Regions from separate parts of the Mus musculus genome. Here region 2 is linked to region 1. A link is a contact called in public promoter capture Hi-C data. All regions are on one chromosome and are shown on one strand. The core of a region is the stretch at or near the end of the contact, and the rest is flanking DNA. Distances in the headings are between cores, read along the strand shown. Region 1 has its middle 50 kb from the start of Gm41241. Region 2 holds the start of Slitrk1 (SLIT and NTRK-like family, member 1).

Evidence for each region. Promoter capture Hi-C pulls out the DNA fragments that hold promoters and counts their contacts.
Region 2: a promoter capture Hi-C map of hippocampal neurons shows a contact between it and region 1, with 28 times the contacts expected there. The contact joins the promoter of Slitrk1 here to the enhancer-like site in region 1. A contact is called at or near these places in 3 of 39 promoter capture datasets (cranial neural crest, hippocampal neurons and second pharyngeal arch cranial neural crest), 6 of 484 Hi-C or Micro-C datasets (cerebellar granule neurons, cerebral cortex, cortical neurons and 2 more) and 8 of 115 datasets of contacts at active chromatin or transcription factors (VIP interneurons, astrocytes, embryonic basal ganglia and 5 more).

Annotation. Positions count from the first base shown.
Region 1 is chr14:106,606,948-106,610,287 of GRCm38.p6, reverse strand. No RefSeq gene overlaps it. Among named protein-coding and RNA genes, the nearest start is that of Gm41241, 50 kb to the right of the region's middle. Within about 2 kb of position 1,722, at least 5 of the 459 cell types and tissues checked have an H3K27ac peak or open chromatin away from gene starts, as enhancers often do. A contact at or near this core is called in hippocampal neurons, where this site is marked.
Region 2 is chr14:108,912,098-108,915,521 of GRCm38.p6, reverse strand. Slitrk1 (SLIT and NTRK-like family, member 1) reads left to right here and starts at 1,283. Exons shown (of 1, transcript NM_199065.2): 1 at 1,283-3,424. The coding sequence starts at 2,245.

The sequences.
Region 1 (3,340 bases), core at 473-2,972:
GGTATAAGACATGAGCAAAGGTTGAAAAACTTTGGAAGTTCATATTGCAAGTATAGCACAGTAAGAGAAATCCGAGCTCCGTCCGTCAACCTCAAGCAATGTGCACATTTCAACAGCCTAGCTAACTCCTGCTCTTGAGTAAGGCTAATACACAGATAATATGAAGCATTTTCAGACTGTGAAAGCACCTTTAAGCCCTTTCCTCTCATGTCAAACCCACATTAAATATGTCACTTCTCATTTTAGGCCAATCACGGTGCATATAGAATGTTAAATTACTTAGCCATAAGGGTCAGCCTCCATGCAGCGATAGAGTAATGAAGGAATAGGATTCAAAGATTATTGTTCTTGCTGTTGAAGTGCACTGAGGAGACATAGTAACCATTTAATTTCCTATCAGGCTACATATACCAAATGTATCAAATGATAATTGTGTGATTGGAATAGTTTCTATGGAAACTCTGAAATCATTGGCATTGCTTACATGTGATAAGTAAAGTAGCATGTTAAAGAAATAGCCTTCTTTGAAATGTATATCTTCTCTCAAAAATATTCTTTCATTATTATTGATTCTTTGAGAATTCTGTACAACATTTTTTGATCATCTTTACTCAGAGTCTTCTTTACATACCGAATTTTGTATCTTTTTTTTTCCAGTACATTATTTGCACGATTGTTTTGTCATCCATATATTCTTGGAAAACATTTGAAAAGAAAGACATAGTTTTGAACTCACAGCAAATCCATGGAAGCTTGCTTTCATTTATGGAAAAACAGAACAATTCCTTCTTATAATGAGTTATTTTTATATAAGTTTGGCAGCGTAATTATTAAAGTAGAAAAAAAAGATACAAGAACACGACCAATAATTAATGAATTTCTTTTATACATCAAGCTCTTCAAATATGCTGTCAGTGCCAACCAAGGGCTCCAAAAAGCTGAGATGTTCACTTTCTTAATGATGAAACGGAAAAAAATCATAAGAATTACTGTATTTTATTATATTTCAGATTAATAATGACACACATTGTACGGTACACAGCTACTCGACTCCAAGACAAACAGAAAATGCTGCCAAATACAACAGGAAGACTGATTAAAAATATTAGCCTGGTAAGGAGGGCGGTGGGGAAAAGTGGTTCCTAGAATGATTTCTGGTTAGAAAAGCACCAGCTTCGGGCAAAACACCTGGACGGTTGCAGCTCTTTCCTGGTCTCTGACTCCAAACTCCACATTCCCTCCCCTGCACCTCACAAACTCAAATATCTTCACAAAACAAAACACATTTTCTCCTTCTTCTTTATTTCTGATGGTATTGCTGAGTCTTTGTAACCTTCATGAGAAGAAATCAAAGTGCATGGCACTGTATTAATCAGAAAAATGGATTGTGCCTGCCTCTTCCTGTCAATCACTTGATAAGGAAAAACAAATAGCAGAGATTAAATCACAGGCTGCTAGCAGGCTTTGTACTTGGAATAAATACATTTCAGCTTTCACAAAAAGTCCATTATGCACTGTTGGCTTTGATTAGCAGGGGGCATTTCGTAAAGCATGGCAGAGAGCTACAGCCAGTTGAAGAGGGAAGAAACTGCAAGTGTTTTCTTACTATTTAGTTAAACAGATGATTCACCCCAGTTAAAGGAAACAGCAAAGACTGTGACAATTACAAATGTCCTTGGAAAAGGGATGAATTTATCTGCCTGTAGAGGAGACGTCGCTTGAAAAGGCAGCGTCTGCGGCAAACAGAACACCAGCCGAGCGTGACTATAAAGAACAATCCATATTTGCTCTCACACTGGAGAGACCCACAATTGCAACCTGATTATAACCTCACCTGGGAAATCTGAAATCACCACCTGTTTTCTTTGGATGCTTGTGTGACACACTCCAGTGGCTTTCTACAGAATTTAGAGCCTTCTTTTACTCCAGTGGATACTCTTGGAGCTTTGCTCAATTCAATTTATTCTCATTAGGCAACAGATTCGCCAGAATTGTTTTAGCTGTTCAGTTCATGGTGCTTTCATATTCCCATTTTTTCTCTAGCTGTAGACTATGTCCATGGCATCCTTTCATGCAGGGGATCCACACGTTTGCAGTTTATTAAGAGAGGAAAACTGTCGAACATAGCAACAGTTATTTACTATATGTAGTCAGTTGTATTAAGAACACTGAGAGACAGAGCCACCGAAGGATAAGCAGTCATCATCAAAAAACCGTGATGTCTTTTTGATCAGCTCTTCTCTCTTCAATTCCAATTCCGTCACTAGAATCCCTATTCTTTCTTTCTGTTTGACTATTGTAAAAAACATAACAAGTTTTGAAATGAATGATACTGGTGGACAAACCATACAAAGTAGGTTTATGATTCTTATCATACTTATTATAATCTCTATAATCTTTAGTATTTGATCTCTGGGAATTATATTTATCCATACATGCTGCCTAAGAATTATAATGTGAACTGCAGTGCTGTCTTCTGTGAGACATAAGATCTACCAGACATTCCTCACTGCGATTGTCTGACCAAATAACCAAAATGAATAAATGAACAAACAAGACCTCAGCAACTCCCAAGTACAATGCAAAGTCGGCTAAGTGTTTGGAAGGTGGTTCAGCAGTTTGCAACATTAATAGTTATACCGAATAGGTTGGCTCTGCTTTTAACAAGCCTGTGTACATTCACCAACTTGCTGTTTCAATTAAAGTGCTTTATAAAATTAATTTTAATGTGATGCTTGAACTGTATAACTATAAAAACAGAGACAACAGTAGCAATATCCTAAAAGTGTAACTTTTGATCCAGCGTATGCAAAGTCGCCTCAAAGTATTATTCAAAGTTGTTGCAATCAGGTTTATCTAATCAGTTTAATCTTTCAATGAATAAAGATCCGTTGTAGTTAAGCAAATTCTTTGTAATCTCCTATTATTGAGGAATTTTGGATATAATATGATTATTGTTCAATGACCTAGGGAAAAGTTTAACTTTAGTTTTTGCTAATCACTACTGCCATCTACTGGTTCATTTTGTCACAACACTGTTATGGGTCAAGGTTGGACATGTTTGCCAGGCAAAATCCATTAGTTAAGGTAAGGAATAGCTCAAATTACGTAGCTTAAATAGCAAGGATTAACACTGCGAGGTTTGATGAGTCAGACTTGTATGTTACTGTATCTATTAAAATTATCAGAGTAAGGAGAGATGTTTGAACAAGGCACAAATCATTCTAGGGCTTTTATGCAATGATGCATGTGCGATACATTTGTAGTCTGAACATCTAATTTATGACCTGACTGTTTGATGTATTAGGATAATATGATTCAAAATGCTAACAGACACATT
Region 2 (3,424 bases), core at 34-2,533, 2.3 Mb before region 1:
AACAAATTAATTAATTAAAGAAAAAGAAAAAGGGGAGAAAAGATGCTTAATATGATTTGTAATTTTTTAAATGGAAAAAAAAAATGTCACCTCTGTTAAAAGTCTGTGAAACTGAAACCATGAAAAAACTGAATCTTAAAGAAAAATGAAGGCATTGCATTTTTTGAGTTTTTGGTCTGGGTAACTTGAACATTCTCTCCTTAAAAAAATCTCAGAGCATTTCTCTCCCTAGCCTCTTGGACCCTGAGTGAGCTGGAGAGGGGATACAGCTACCCAGACTTACAGACCAGGATTTCTACTCTTTCCTCTCAAAATGCAATTTGTTACTTACTTGTATGTATTTTAAATTCCTCAAATCTGGTATGGAAACATTGTCAGGTGTGTGTGTGTGTGTGTGTGTGTGTGTGTGTGTGTGTGCGAGCGCGCGCCTCTGTGTGTGTGTGACACTATGCATGTGTGGTGGCTTAGTACCTGTTTACCAAACTGTTTTTAAAAGCCTCCAAAATTTTGCCTCATCCCCTTCCCTCATTTTCAGAATGTCATGGTAAGATTTCTAGTCTGAAATCAAAGAATTTAAGCATGCATTGTGTTTTCGTCCTGCAGTCTTAAATAACATTGAAGAAATGCCATCAGAAAAACTCAACTCTATCACCAAATTGACTGAAATTTTATAACAACTTTAAAATGGAAAAGTATATACCTCAGTTGTATACCTGGAAATAAATATTCTCTACCAAATTGTGATATTATGTAATATATGTAATATATATATATATATATATATATATATATATATATATATATATATATATATGTATATATTTTTTCCAGACTAGCCACTTTCTGGGTGCAAAAATAAAGTAGAGGTTCCAAAGGCATCAAACGATATAAAACGCTGTACCGCAGAGAAGGCAGAAACACGTTTAAAGCACCGATGAAAATGGCGTGCAATATAATTACCTCAAATTGCCGTTCGCTTGACACCCTGACACTAATTTTATTCAAGCCATTGGGAAATAAATGTTTTAAAAGCCATACTTTCGGAACGCTAGAGCTCGCGGGGGCTGTGAGGTCTTTAAGGAAAGGAAAGGGTAAAGTTTCTAGCACGCAAAAAACATTAAATAATCAATTTAAAATAAGCTTCTATGTAGATCGACAGCCTTTAATACCCACGTTTTCAACGCTTGCCCTAAACGTGGATTTTTTTTTTTTCTTTCTTTCTTTCTTTCAGCATTCCCTCACCAGATGGATTTTTGCTACTGCAGATCAGCAGAGGGTGTCAGATCTTTCAGAGTGCACCAGGCTGGAACCAGCAGAGCTTCTTAGCAACTCCCCCCCTCCTCCCCTTTCTCGCGCTCTCTTCCTCCCTCAGACAACTCGCTCCCCCTCTCTCCTCCCCCCTCACGTAATTCCGAAAGAGCAGAAGAAAGAGAAGGAGAACAAGCAAAGAAGAGCTAGTAAGCGCCGGCCGGAGCACAGAAAAAAAGGGCTGAAGACGACCAAAGGGGAGCAAAGGAACAGGATGGACATCCACAAAACGCAGTGATTGCGGAAATTTTCCAGCGCCATTGGCTGGGCAGTGAGTCTTTTGGGCGGGCGTGATTTCAGCACCGGGGGCACTGGACAGCACCTCGGGGGTACTTCTGGGCAACCCGCAACCGAGACAAGAACTCCACCAGCTGCCTGGACCACTGAAGCCGCCGAAAGCCCTGCTTTGTATCCGAGAGGCAAGGTCAGTCCGACGCACAGCCATCACAGGCAGTGCGCCTGTACTACGCTGCAAACCTGCTTGTTTCTAACATGCACTTGCTTCTAATTGCTAGCATTGTTCCCTTGCTGGTTAGTGAGAACCTCTAAACATGATTCTGTAAGGGTGCGTTTCCTTTTAATTGTACAGGTATATATTTAACTTATTTTGGTTATTTTTAAAGGGTTGAGGGGGAGTAGTTTGCTTTCTCTCTCTCTCTCTCTCTTTCCTCTACTTTCCACCCCCCTCTCTTTTCTGCTTGCCTTGCACTATGTGCCTGGATAGTTTGTGGATATAATTATTGACTGGCGTCTGGGCTATTGCAGTACGGGGGGGTTAGGGAGGAAGGAATCCACCCCCACCCCCCCAAACCCTTCTTTTCTCTTTCTCTGGGATCGGACATTGGAGCACTAAATGAACTTGAATTGTGTCTGTGGCGAGCAGGATGGTTGCTGTTACTTTGTGATGAGATCTGGGATGAATTGCTCGCTTTAAAAATGCTGCTTTGGATTCTGTTGCTGGAGACGTCTCTTTGTTTTGCCGCTGGAAACGTTACAGGGGACGTTTGTAAAGAGAAGATCTGTTCTTGCAATGAGATAGAAGGGGACTTACACGTAGACTGTGAAAAAAAGGGCTTCACAAGTCTGCAGCGCTTCACCGCCCCGACTTCCCAGTTTTACCATTTATTTCTGCATGGCAATTCCCTCACTCGACTTTTCCCTAATGAGTTCGCTAACTTTTATAATGCGGTTAGTTTGCATATGGAAAACAATGGCTTGCATGAGATCGTTCCGGGGGCATTTCTGGGGCTGCAGCTGGTGAAACGGCTGCACATCAACAACAACAAGATCAAGTCTTTTCGAAAGCAGACTTTTTTGGGGCTGGACGATCTGGAATACCTCCAGGCTGATTTTAATTTATTACGGGATATAGACCCGGGGGCCTTCCAGGACTTGAACAAGTTGGAAGTCCTCATTTTAAACGACAATCTCATCAGCACCCTACCTGCTAATGTATTCCAGTATGTGCCCATCACCCACCTCGACCTCCGTGGAAACAGGCTGAAAACACTGCCCTATGAGGAGGTCTTGGAGCAGATCCCTGGCATTGCCGAGATCCTGCTAGAGGATAACCCTTGGGACTGCACCTGTGATCTGCTCTCCCTGAAGGAATGGCTAGAGAACATTCCCAAAAACGCCCTAATCGGTCGAGTGGTCTGCGAAGCCCCCACCAGGCTCCAGGGTAAAGACCTCAATGAAACCACGGAACAGGACCTGTGTCCTTTAAAAAACAGAGTGGATTCTAGTCTCCCGGCTCCCCCTGCCCAGGAAGAAACCTTCGCTCCTGGCCCCCTGCCAACTCCTTTCAAGACAAATGGGCAGGATGAGCATGCTACCCCAGGGGCTGTTCCAAATGGAGGTACAAAGATCCCGGGCAACTGGCAGCTCAAAATCAAACCCACGCCACCGATAGCAACTGGGAGCGCCAGAAACAAACCCCCAGTGCATGGCTTGCCCTGCCCCGGGGGCTGCAGCTGTGACCACATCCCAGGCTCAGGCTTAAAGATGAACTGTAACAACCGGAACGTGAGCAGCTTGGCTGATTTGAAGCCTAAGCTTTCCAACGTGCAGGAGCTTTTCCTTCGAGATAACAAGATCCATAGCATCCGAAAATCAC